Regions from separate parts of the Mus musculus genome. Here regions 1, 2 and 3 are each linked to region 4. Evidence: chromatin contacts called from public Hi-C and promoter capture Hi-C data. All regions are on one chromosome and are shown on one strand. Each heading gives the region's core, a stretch centred on a gene start, on an enhancer-like site or on the middle of the called end of the contact. The rest is flanking DNA. Distances are from core to core; before and after follow the strand shown.

What was found. Promoter capture Hi-C pulls out the DNA fragments that hold promoters and counts their contacts. A called contact is a pair of places that touch in the nucleus more often than the background predicts.
Region 1: a promoter capture Hi-C map of cranial neural crest shows a contact between it and region 4. The contact joins the promoter of Ppt1 here to the promoter of Zfp691 in region 4. A contact is called at or near these places in 2 of 39 promoter capture datasets (cranial neural crest and pre-B cells).
Region 2: a Hi-C map of uterus shows a contact between it and region 4. The contact joins the promoter of Cap1 here to the promoter of Zfp691 in region 4. A contact is called at or near these places in 1 of 39 promoter capture datasets (cranial neural crest) and 1 of 484 Hi-C or Micro-C datasets (uterus).
Region 3: a promoter capture Hi-C map of pre-B cells shows a contact between it and region 4, with 4 times the contacts expected there. The contact joins the promoter of Pabpc4 here to the promoter of Zfp691 in region 4. A contact is called at or near these places in 2 of 39 promoter capture datasets (cranial neural crest and pre-B cells).

The regions. Positions count from the first base shown.
Region 1 is chr4:122,834,701-122,837,494 of GRCm38.p6, forward strand. It overlaps Ppt1 (palmitoyl-protein thioesterase 1), which reads left to right and starts at 1,527. Exons shown (of 9, transcript NM_008917.3): 1 at 1,527-1,679. The coding sequence starts at 1,556.
Region 2 is chr4:122,884,811-122,887,798 of GRCm38.p6, forward strand. Cap1 (CAP, adenylate cyclase-associated protein 1 (yeast)) reads right to left here and starts at 1,266. Exons shown (of 13, transcript NM_001358035.1): 1 at 1,004-1,266.
Region 3 is chr4:123,281,396-123,284,547 of GRCm38.p6, forward strand. Pabpc4 (poly(A) binding protein, cytoplasmic 4) reads left to right here and starts at 1,516. Exons shown (of 15, transcript NM_130881.3): 1 at 1,516-2,412. The coding sequence starts at 2,220.
Region 4 is chr4:119,172,764-119,175,711 of GRCm38.p6, forward strand. Zfp691 (zinc finger protein 691) reads right to left here and starts at 1,432. Exons shown (of 2, transcript NM_001145936.1): 1 at 1,375-1,432. It overlaps Ermap (erythroblast membrane-associated protein), which reads right to left. Exons shown (of 13, transcript NM_013848.3): 13 at 2,694-2,948.

The DNA.
Region 1 (2,794 bases), core at 277-2,776, 3.7 Mb after region 4:
CGGCAGCCAGCAAAACCCAGGGATCCCCTTGTCTTTGCCTCCTCCACACTGGGATTGCACTTCCCTACACCTGCGGGTGTGGCCATCCAACTCAGATTCTACGCTGAAGCAGCAAGCACTTTAAAGACAGAGCTGTCTTCCTGGCCCCGGGCCTATTTTTGCTTTCCTTTGTTTTTACTCTGATTTATTTGTTTACATTGTGTGTTTATGAGTCTCTATGGGGACATGTGACTGTCGGTGTATAGAGCTCAGAAGACAGCTTGCACAACTTGTTTTTTTTAACCTCAAGCTATCATAGTTCTCAAGAGGAAAGGATCAGGAATGGCTTAGTGGCCATTGTTTTATCCAGCTGAACAATCTAGCTGGCCCAACGCTTATCAGACTGTGCACTGTATAATGCATCCTAATCCTGTATTTTAATTGGCTTTCCAATTACTAAGTAACTGCTGGTTTCAGTGGGGTGGTACAGAAGGGTTTCATGTGGGTGCACAACCGGTTATTCTTCTAGATTTTTCATATGTCGCTCTCTACAAGACTACTTCATCCTTTATAAAGCCGGTGTCAGAGAGTCCCACTGTACCGTGAATACACCCTATTTAACAGATTCCTTTAAACATTTTTAATGCTTTTTTAGGGGAAAAAATGTTTGACACTGTCATTGAGGTGCCGAGGCTGCACTGAGGGAATCTAGAAAAGATGTGGGAGCATAGACAGGAGCCTCTGGGCTATAATAAACCAGAGTGGAGCTTGGATAGGACGTAGCTATGTTTCCCATCTTCCTAGTACATGAAATACCTGAGAGTCCATGACAGCCTGGAAGTCTTATTACATCTTTAATAAGATACTTTTTTCCCTCTTCAGGAGTCCAAACTTCCTCCTCCCTAATTACATCTTTAGCTTTTGAAACCCCATCTTAGCTTTACGATCCAAACCAAACCTCACCATGATATAACTTGCCCTGGATGAAAATCAAGTCTCCCTTCCCCAGTCCCGACACTGAGCCTTTTCTTCCAAGGGCTATAAGTACTATGGCACTGTGCTGAAGAGTTTTCTGCCTCCGCCTCCGAGGACCTTACCTAATTTCTCACACATGTGCTAAAATAAAAACAGTCTCCTAGGGGGAAAGCACCTGCAGCCAAGCCTGATGGATGACCTCAGTTCAATCCCTCTGACCGCTCCTGCAAGCGGTTCTCTGGCCTCCACACATGCGCTGTAGAACGCGAGCCGTACACATATGAAACGCCCACACATAGAATTAAAATTACGTGCAAATGACATAATTGTTAGCGAATAAACAGCTCTTTTCTGCTAATACACAGCTGAAAGAGAAGGCAAAGTTCCGTAGGGGGAAGGGGGAATTGTCACCTAGGCGTCCTTGGGTGTAAAATGAGAGCAGTGCATAAGATCAATTAAAAGATGGAAAGCCCTTATATAGTAGAGTCTGGTGGGTGTTAAGCAATGAATAAACGTCTCTGTCAGGATGCAGAGCCCGGCAGGGGGCGTGGCCACCGGAATTACTTTGGTCCACAGTCCCCGCGGTCATGTGATTGCTAAGATGGCGTCGTCCTGTTCGCGGAGGCTGCTAGCTGCCGCTCTGCTGCCTTGGTGCTGCGCCGCCTGGGCCCTGGGGCATCTGGACCCACCTTCACCACCACCGCTGGTGATCTGGCATGGGATGGGTGAGTGGGCGTGGACGGGGGCATCCTTTTCCCCCCTCGGTTCTTAAATCTGGAAAGACGATAGGGATTCCACAGCACCCGCCTAGTCCAAGGTTTTCGGATTTGTTGCTCTGCACGGAAGGGACGACAACCAGGTGTCTTTAGTGAGTGCTCAGTGAGTATTGTGCACGGCTTGGTTTATGCTTTGTTAAAATCCTGGCAGCAGTAGCATCAGCCTGCAGTATCTCACAGTCAGTCCAGCCTGCCCCTGCAGAGCTGGACTGCACACTCAGGCTTTCATTCCTTCACATCTGAATAGAGATCTACCAGGGGCCTTCATGTCCTTTATACAGTTACCTCAGAGCACCTGCTATACCTGAGCATGAAGCATTCTCATCTTTCTGGAACTTGCTGTCCAGTGGGGGAAACGTATTATAAGGAAATACGGGAAACTTGTCAAATGGCCAGGAGTGCAGTGAAAACAGAAGATAGAGCCTCAGGTGTGAGCTTGTGCTTCTACGGAGCAAGTTAGAACAGGAAACGGGATTCACCCAAGAGTGACAACTGAGTAGAGCTTAAGAGGATGCAGCACCATGGAGGGAGCAACTGGCCAGATCCTCCCTCCCGCCCCACCCCCCCGGAGCTCCCAGGGATTGGACCACCAACTAAAGAGTACACATGGAGGGACCCATGGCTCCAGCTGCCTATGTGGCAGAGGATGGACTTGGACATCAGTAGGAGGAGAGGCCCTTGAACCTGAGAATGTTCGATGCCCCAGTGTAGGGGAATGCCAGGGAGGGAAGACAGGAGTGGGTGGGTGGGGAACACCCTCATAGAGTCAGGGGGAGGGGGGATTGGATAGGGGGGTTCCGATGGGGAGACCTGGAAAGGGGAAAACATTTAAATGTAAATAAAGAAAATATCCAATAAAAAAAATAAAAGAAGGAAAAAAGAGAAGAAAAAAAGGAGGACGAGGGAAGATGCCATAGGGACATGTGGTCACAGGAGCAGCAGGTGCAAAGGCCCTGAGCTTGGCAGACTAGCATGCAGAGCAGTGTAGCAGGAGCAGCGGGAGCAAGGGAATAAGAGGGTGGACAAGTATGCTGGGGCTTTTAAGATTAGTGTAAGGACTTGGA
Region 2 (2,988 bases), core at 16-2,515, 3.7 Mb after region 4:
AAAGAGCTACAGCTGACAGTTCTGATACTAACTAACCTCTATCTAATATATTCTCTCTCTCTCTCTCTCTCTCTCTCTCTCTCTCTCTCACACACACACACACACACACACACACACACACCCTCTTGATCTTTCAAAACGCTTCTGACTCCCTTGCTGCGTCCTTCCACAGCACCCTCACCACATTTGTAACTATTTCTTAACTGTCTTTCACTGCTAACTCGATGGGGGCAATGACTAGACTTTTCAAAGCTGTATTCGATGACATTTTCCATGTTGCCAACACAGAATAAACACAGCGATCCTACGACCACAGGCACTTGGCAACTGTGCCAGACCCAACCTGAATCATCTGACTTCAGATCCAGAAGTGGACAGCACCTCCCATAAAGTTAGCTTGGATTGCGAGTGAACAGTGGCAGTCTAAGAGTAAGGGGAGCTCACTGAACGTAAACGCAGGGCTTACTAGCCTACCTTAAATTTAACAGGCATTCCAAATTTTTAACTTTTTTTTTTTTTTTAGTTCTACTACCAGATAGCCTTTAACCTGCAGCTGCCCAGATCGAAAGTTAGAGAGGTTCCAAGGAAAGGAAGGATCTAGGACTGGAAACCTCTCTCTAAAACCAGATTCTTTTCTTCTCCGAGATCAAGTTACCCATCCGAGTAATGGGAACAAGACCCGGTCAGGAGGAAATTCTAAGGTCTCCCAGGGTCCATTCAGTTGGTTAGGATGCCTTTAGGAATCAGGCCTCCGCGGAGGCTGATAGGCAGAGCTGCGAAATCAAGGAGAAAGTGGCTTCCCCAAGACCTCCTGGTTCAATCTGGTACCCCAGCCCCACCTCAAGAGACCGCACCCAGGAGCCCGGGATGGCCGAAGGGCCCAAACCCCGGCCTTTCAGCAAGACTCCTCAAACGCGCGTAGGCTAGCACAGCCTTTACTAACGGCCAGGACCCGGTGGGCCCCAAAGACCATCCCAATCCTTATCCAACCACCAACCCTCACCTTAAGAGTTCCGCCTCACCTCCGGACTGCGATCAGCCGCTCTCCACTTCCGGCAAGAACCGCCCAGCGGTCTTCGCGCGACCCACTTCCGGGCCCTCACTGGGCGCGGCACCCCCACCGGAAATGAACCACTGGCTGTAACGCTAGCCCGGGGGAGAGGAAGAAGTTTGGCCGCTCCGCTCGTGACTCCGCCCTCATTCCCCGCCACCGGAGAGAGAATCTGGCTTAGGAGCGTTTGGAAAAGGGCTCCGCCTCCAAGGGAGGTGGGGGAGGAAAACTCGGGGAAGGGGCGTGTCCACGGTTGGTCACGCCCCGAGGCCCAGACCAATAAGGAGCTGGAGTTCCTAACCAAGCCCCACCTCCTCAAAGGAAGACAGCTGAGTGGCTGCTTGTTTTGTCAATTTGTGCTCGGAGACTGAGGTCGTTACGTTTTTAGCCTCAGTCCGGAAGAGGTTCAGGGAACAACAGTGGGGCTAGAAGGCTCTGAGACCCAGTGTCTGGTGGTTGGGGGGACCGGGACCAAATTTCGCCCCTGGCTGGGCGTGCAAGCCTTGGTTTCCCTGTCTGTAGTACAGAAAAGCAATGGACTCGGTCGCGGAGGCTAATAGAGTAGGCTTTGAGCGTCTGGGCATGCTCGCCCTCGCTCGATTCCGAGGCTAGGGCTGGGAAGGTGGAGAAAATCTTCCACTCGCGCCCCACTTCCTGTTTGCTCTGTGCGTTTTGTGACCATAGATGGTCAGGTCCGTGGCTGTGCTTAAGCTTCCGCCTCAGGCTTCGGAGTTCTTCCTCCCACCCTGTAGGGTGTGGTCCCTGAAATGAAATGAGCAAAATTAAAGGAGATCTTGTCCCATTCCTTAAAAATCTTGCTTTTGAGGCTTCATCGCCCCAAGCTATGTATGCCCAGCTGGCTGCTAATGAGCCCGTGTGCGATTCAGAGCTGTAACTGCAGCCTGCAGGGCAGTCTTCGCCTCCCTGCTTCTTAGACGGGGGATCGCGTCTTTGTTTCCTCCGGACTTAACACTTTCCAACCGGTCATTATCCTCCCACAAAGATTTATTTCTAGAAAAAAAATTGGCGAGTGCTGTGCTATGGTTCCTACCCCTTCGACTGGATGACTGACAACTCCGCGTTCAAGTTGAATGCAGGTGTTATATGCCAGAGTCAATCATTCAACAAATACAGTTCATGTAATAATAGCTACCATTTACTGTGCGCTGACTACATGCCAGGCTTGTGCTGAGCGCTCAAACCATTTTCATTTAATCCTAATAGCAACTCTCTGCGGTAGGTACCATTACATCCTCGGAGCTTCAAATGAGGAAGCTGAATAACTTGCCAAGGTCACAAAGTAGATGTTGAAACTTTAAACAGAGCACGCATTTGACTGTCTTAGAACCAATGAATTTAATCATCCCCAGTGATAGATAGATCTGGGAACATTTGAGGCATTGGGTGCCTCTGGTTGTAGACGTAAGTTGTTCCATTCCTGACTCCGAGCCCTTTACTAGCGTCCCGACTTTGATCAAGGTGCTTTGGACAATTTACTGGCCTCCCCCAGTTTATGACTCCCAGTTTGTTTAAAACAGAAATGACAACATACCAAATTATGGCACAAAAATCATCCGTTTATAATATGTTCATTTCAGGGGCAGGTGTGGTAATGCTCACCTTTAGTTCCAGCACCCGGGAAGCAGAGGCAGGTTGATTTTGTGAGTTCAAGGCCAGCCTGGTCTACATAATGAGTTCCAGACACAGTGAGACCCTGCCTCAAACAAACAAATACATTTGGGCTGGAAAGATGACTCAACTGGAGAAAGACATCTGCTTCCAAATCCTGAGTTTGATTCCCCAACACCTACCTGACAGAAGGAGAGAAGACTTCAAAAAGTCATTCATGGTCCATGTGGGTTCAATCTCTCACACAACAAATAAAATTTTTGTTTTATTTTCTCTTGAGAAAACTTCTCATACCCTTGGCTACCCTA
Region 3 (3,152 bases), core at 266-2,765, 4.1 Mb after region 4:
TTTTTGGTTTTTCGAGACAGAGTTTCTCTGTATAGCCCTGGCTGTCCTGGAGCTCAGAAATCCACCTGCCTCTACCTCCCGAGTGCTGGGACTAAAGGCGTGCGCCACCACGCCCGGCTTTTTTTTTTTTTTTTTTAAAAGACCGGTCTCACTATGTAGCCCTGGCTGGCTTGGAACTTGCAATATCCATTTGGTTGGTCACAAATACTCAGGGGGGATCGGTCTCCCAAGTGCTGAGACTAAAGGTGTGAGTCACTACACCTAGCAAGGCTTCTTTATTTAATATAGTCACCAGAAATTATTCTCAGAGGTAAGGAGGGACTCTTACTTGTATACCATGGTAACCATGGCAACCATGGCATCTGCTGGGGGGGGAGCTCTGATTAGCCATTTATTGGAATGAATTGATTGATTAAATACTTATATTTCCTCAATTGTTTGCTTCAACCAGTAGACGAGTATCTGTCTAGCTTTTGCTAATTTCTGGTTTGAGTGAATATAAGGATAGAAAAAAAAATGGTCCCTGGCACTTATGGAGTAAGGAAATACTGCTATAACTCCACATATTTAGTCTCATGAGATAACATGATCTTCAAATGGTCAGTGAAACCTTCATTTGGGTAAAAAGTCAATGATTACCCTTCATCATCTAAGCGTAAACTCTTAACTAGCGTTTACATAGTAACAAAAACATTGTTTCACATGCACAGATGCATTCTCTTTGTGTTGTGCCATGAGTCGCCACGAGATGCCTTGTAAGGACATCACTAGAGATAGCTCCCTTATACAAGAACCATGAGCCCAAATACACCTTTCTTCTCCTCTTCTCCTTTTGCACAAACTAAGCTGTAGGCGTGCCACCAGAACAAAACAGGAGCGGACAGTCACGTTTTGTTTTATAAAAGCTTTGGCAAGATTTGTTCATCTTTTCAAAAACAGTCTCATCACCTAAGATACCACCACCATTTCTAATGACCTCCAAAATCCAACCTCAAGGTTATATGTTCTTAAAACTTTCGTATGTCTTACGTATTCAGCTCAACCATGTATTGGGCCACCTAGTAGCTGTACTTTAGCATCCCTTTGTGTAGATTTGGGCATTTCATGGATGTTTTAAACATTATACCTGCGTGTGGGTCTTGGGGAGGACATGACTCAATCCATACACTGCAGAAAGAGAATCATACAGGTGCGTGCTGCTGGTCCTCCAAACGCAAGGGGACGCTGTGACACCTTGCGGGCGGCTCCAGGTCACTCTGGTGTGACTGCCCCGCCTTGGGCCCCCGGGGCAGAGTGGGCGGGCACGACTGCGCCCAGGTCTCGAGGCGCCCTTCGACCAGCAGCGCCCGGGGCGGGAGGGTATAAATGGAGCGGTGGCGGCTCCAGCCGCCTCTCTCCGCCCCGGGTCGCAGCCATCAGTGTTGCGTTTGGGCTCAGCACGCCTGAAGCAGAAAAAAGAAAAAGCTTAAAAAAAACACAAAAGCCTCAAAAACCTTAAAAAAAAAAAAAAGAAAAGAAAAGAAGAGGAAAAAAAAAAGCAAAAGGGAAAAAAAGAAGAAAAAGAACCAGACAGCGACTTGTGCTGGGAGCCCGTGGGGAAGTGACTTTCACAGCTTCCGGCCTGCCTGTCCGTCAGCGTCTGTCTGTCCGTCCGGTGGTGAGCCATCCCCCTCGGCCCGGCCCGCCCCTGCACGCCTCTGCGCCGCGTGGCAGCCCCGCGCCCCGGCTGGCCGCACCACGTGTCCGCACTGCCCTTCGCCGGCACCCGCAAAGATTTGGTTTCCCCCTTCCTGGGCTGCTGTAACTGTAAACCGCCGGGAGTCCGGGGCCTATATTTATCACGAAACGCGTGTTCCCAAGGCGGCCGTGAGCGCAGCATCTGATTGCCTCTTGAAAATTTTTTGCCCCCTTTACGAGGGGATTTCCTACTTTAATTTTTATTTTTTAAGCCTCAAGCCAGGACAGCTGGAGAGTACAAACTCCAGGAGCGGGCCATATTGTTTTTGAGAGCCTTTTGTCTTGGGGCTTTTGCAGTCCCGTGCAAGTCGTCCCGCACACGGGTCCCGGCTCGGAGCCTCCCTGCTCCAGCCTTCTCCGGCGTCGCTGGTGCCACCTGTGCGCTGCGGCGCGTGCCATAGCTCCTCGGAGCCCCTTTTGTCCTGCAGTAGGCCTTGTTAGAAGTCCTCCTGGCGGGGCTCGGGGTCGTGGGGGGTGGGGAGATGAACGCTGCAGCCAGCAGCTACCCCATGGCCTCCTTATACGTGGGCGATTTGCACTCGGACGTCACCGAAGCCATGCTGTATGAAAAGTTTAGCCCTGCGGGGCCTGTGCTGTCCATCCGGGTCTGTCGCGATATGATCACCCGGCGCTCTCTGGGTTATGCCTACGTCAACTTCCAGCAGCCAGCTGACGGTGAGTAGTAGCGGTGTGCACACATTCGGGAGATTCCTGGGGACCTTGGGAATCCTGAAGGCGGAGGCCAAACTGCCAGGACCGGGGAACATAACAGCATGTTGCCTGAGAAGCCTTGGGTGGAAGCAAAATGAGCCAGGCATGTGGTCATGACCCTGGCTTCAGTCTCCCACCACTTGCTAACCTGATGACCTTGGGCTACTGGGTGGGGGTGGGGTAGAGCAGGGGTTGGAACCCAAGGAGATTTGTGTAATTCGGGATCCGAATAAAGGGACTTGGGTATTCTAGTGTGTCTAGCCCCACTCAGGTAGAAGTGGGTCTGGCACTCAGTGCATTGAAATGACACCTGAAAGTGTAGGTTGCAAAACTGGGGGCTCTAACCTGAACTGACTGACTTGGGATGGCTTTAGGGCAGTGGAAAGCAAGGAGAGCAGTTTCATCCAGTTGCCTTGAGGGGAGTTGCTAGTGTCAAGCTGTTTCTACCAGGCTCTCTTTTGGGGACTTGCTCAACTGCATGGAGCTCGAAGGATGTAGAGGAGTGTACCCAGGAAGTCTAGGAAGGTGTCACATGGAATGTACTGGGCAGTTTTGCCTCACTTGTGCTGCCTCAAGTTGGGCTGCCAGGGAATGTTCTGCCATCCTGGTTGCACTGGAGGCTGCAGGCAAGCCACAAAATAAGCCCAGAAACGCAATCGGGGGCTGTAAACTACTCCACATTAAAAGGGACCAAGTGGAGCTGG
Region 4 (2,948 bases), core at 182-2,681:
GTAAAGACACTACCGACCAAGTTGAACATAATATGCAAGGTTAAGTTCCAGGGAACAGGCAGTACATACACCCATTCTTTCTGGCCAGCACTGCATATGGCATATTACACAGTAGCCCATAACAGCTCATATTTTTTAAAGGTCCTACAGAGCACTCGACCTAGGGCTAAGCGGTCCAATGCACCATCTCAATTCATTTTTACAGCACCTCTGCCTCCCGAGTGCTGGGGTTGAAGGCATGAGCCGCTACATCTAGCTCAACTATTAATTTCTCATACTTACTTTAGAAATGATGAAACTGAAACTCTGAGAAATCAAGTCACGTGCCTAAGAGCACACAGTAGGTGGCAAAACTGAAGCCCAAGTTGATTCCTCCAAAGCTGAGGTTTTTAACCATTCCACCAGGACTGGAGGTAGAGACGGTGCTACGGCACTTAGGAAATGAGAAGGCACCTCTCTGAAGAGGGCAGGGAGGGAGCTTCACTGAAGAGGTGAAATTTAAACTATGACTTGCAAAATAGACAGATGAGCAGGACCAAGGCTGGCAGAGACGGAGAGTCCATCCCTGACTGAAAAGGCAGTGTGGAAATAACACAAAGTCACCTTGCATTACAAAGATCGGAGGGAGAAGAGACCTAGTGCATGTGGGGTTTTCTTCCTCGGAGCTCAGCAGCACAGAGTCGCCAGCAAGAGTGCGGAGGAGGGATGAGTTCTAAGAACAAGGCAAGAAGATGAGGCTTGGTGATCACAGACGATGAAGGACAAGAGCCTGGATTAGAAGGAAGAGACCAAGCTGGGGTCCGAAAGATTAAAGTTCTAGATCCGGGTTCGAGTCAAGGGTACCGGGAGTAACTTGGAAGGACCGGGGACAGAGTGTGAAAAATTAAGGAAGCACTCACCGGAGCTACATAGCGATTCAGAGACGGATCATCAAAGGAGCCAAAGAATCTGAGGTGGCCTGGGAGAGGGGACAAAGGCTGCAGCAGTGTCCAAAGAGCCTAGTTAAGTGGGGAAGGAGGATAAAGCTGGAGGAGTCAGCTGGGAAAGCTGAAGGACGAGAGTTGGGTTCAGAGATGTCCATGAGGTTGGGACTGGAGCTGGAAGAGTACAAGGGGCGACTCTAAAGACACGGTGTGTGGGAGGGGCATGGAGTGGTCCAAGGCCAACAGTAAGGCAGGGAGGGTAGTAAGACTGGGTCATCCGAGGACTGGGGACGTGATCGCAGCGGAGGGACACACGGTACCCGGCGGCCTTTGGGACTCGCAAAACAGCAACTTCCCAAACATCAGCCTTCAAGGCCTTCGCAAGAGCGAAGGGGCCAGGCTCGAAGCGCCCCGTGCCTCGCGTTCGCCTCCCCCATAACCCCCACGTCACCTCTACACAGCCGCGACCCACTTCACTCCCGCGGCTCGGTCAGGGACAGCGGCGCCTCGGTGGGCGGGGGAAGGAGCCGGAGCCGGAACCCAGAGAGGATCCGCCTTCACAGCGTTCGGATTGGATCCTGGGAACGTTCTTCCTCTCTATTGGCTATACTAACTGTCACACTGCACAAGACCTAGTAGGACGGCCAATAAACATTGGTTTAGTGCGCGGCATGCTGGGAGTTGTAGTTCGGAGGTTTGCTTCGCTGAAAACATTTGCCCAGTTCAGAACTCAGCGGTGAAGCTGTCATCACTTCTAAGGTCATCAGGTTTCTTTTCTTTTTGTCTTTTGAAGCGGTGGCCCTCGATAGAAACCTCGCAGTTCATTTAAAGTTTATAGTTTAAAATTAAAAGGACATGTACCAGGAAAGGAATTTAAAAATAAAGTAGTTCGATCTCTTTGTCCGAGAAGCTAAGTGTCCTCTCCCAAGGAATGACCTCCAGCCAGGTCGGCCAGTGGCCCAACGTAGGTTTTGGTTTTTTTTTTCTGTGTCCTATGTGATCCTGTTAACCCAAAAGTCTCGCATCAATCTGGATATAATAGACCAGTAAGTTATCCAGAGATGGTTTTTGTTTGGTTGGCTGGTTGTTGTTTTTCCCAGATTTTATTTTGAAGAACAATAAAGATTAAGAACTTGAAAGATAAAGAGGATAAAGAAAGTTGATGTGTAAGCTAACTACGAGCTTTTCCTGTTTGTGTGGTCTTTCAATGGTTGTCTTTGTAGCTGGTAAAGCTTTAGAGCTAGTGATGACCCGGTGATTAAGAACACTTACAGCTCTTTCAGGGGACCTGGATTCCCAGCGCCCACATCAGGTAGTTTATAACCACCTGTAACTCCAGATCCAAGGGATCCAATGCCCAATTCTGGACAATTTGAGAACCTGCACACAAGAACACACACTCACACACACACACACACACACACACACACAAAATCAGGAAAGAAAAAAGAGAGGGTCAAGTTTTATAATCCCACCTCTCTCCTCTATAAAATTCCTAGCACAACTATTGTAAGGATATAAGGACTGAGTGGATAGACAGACAGTCAGACAAATAGGCAGACACACAGACAAACATTTCCTGCTTCTACAAATAGCTCTATTCTCTATTGGTAAATTCTCTCAATAGGTAAGACTAGCATGAGTTAGTTAGCCAATAGGATTGGCTACTCAAGCAATTATGTTTGGAGCTGAGGATGTGTGTGACGTGTAAGTATCTATTACACACTATTAGTTTATAAATTGATAAAAATAAAACATCAAAAGTCAGACTCAGGAGTAAAACTGGGTTTATTATGAATGATGTCTAAAGTTTGCTTGAATTGTGGCTGAGCTATTCAGAAACCAACCCCGTAATGTGTTTTCTCCACAGCCTCTTTCATAATGAAGACAACATACCAAGCAATAAGTATTAAAGGGTATATTTCATAACTGTACAAAGACAAACAAAATATTCTTTTTGGGTACTGTAATGGCAAATTTTACATATCACTTTGACCCGTCACAAAGGTCCCAGACACTTGGTCA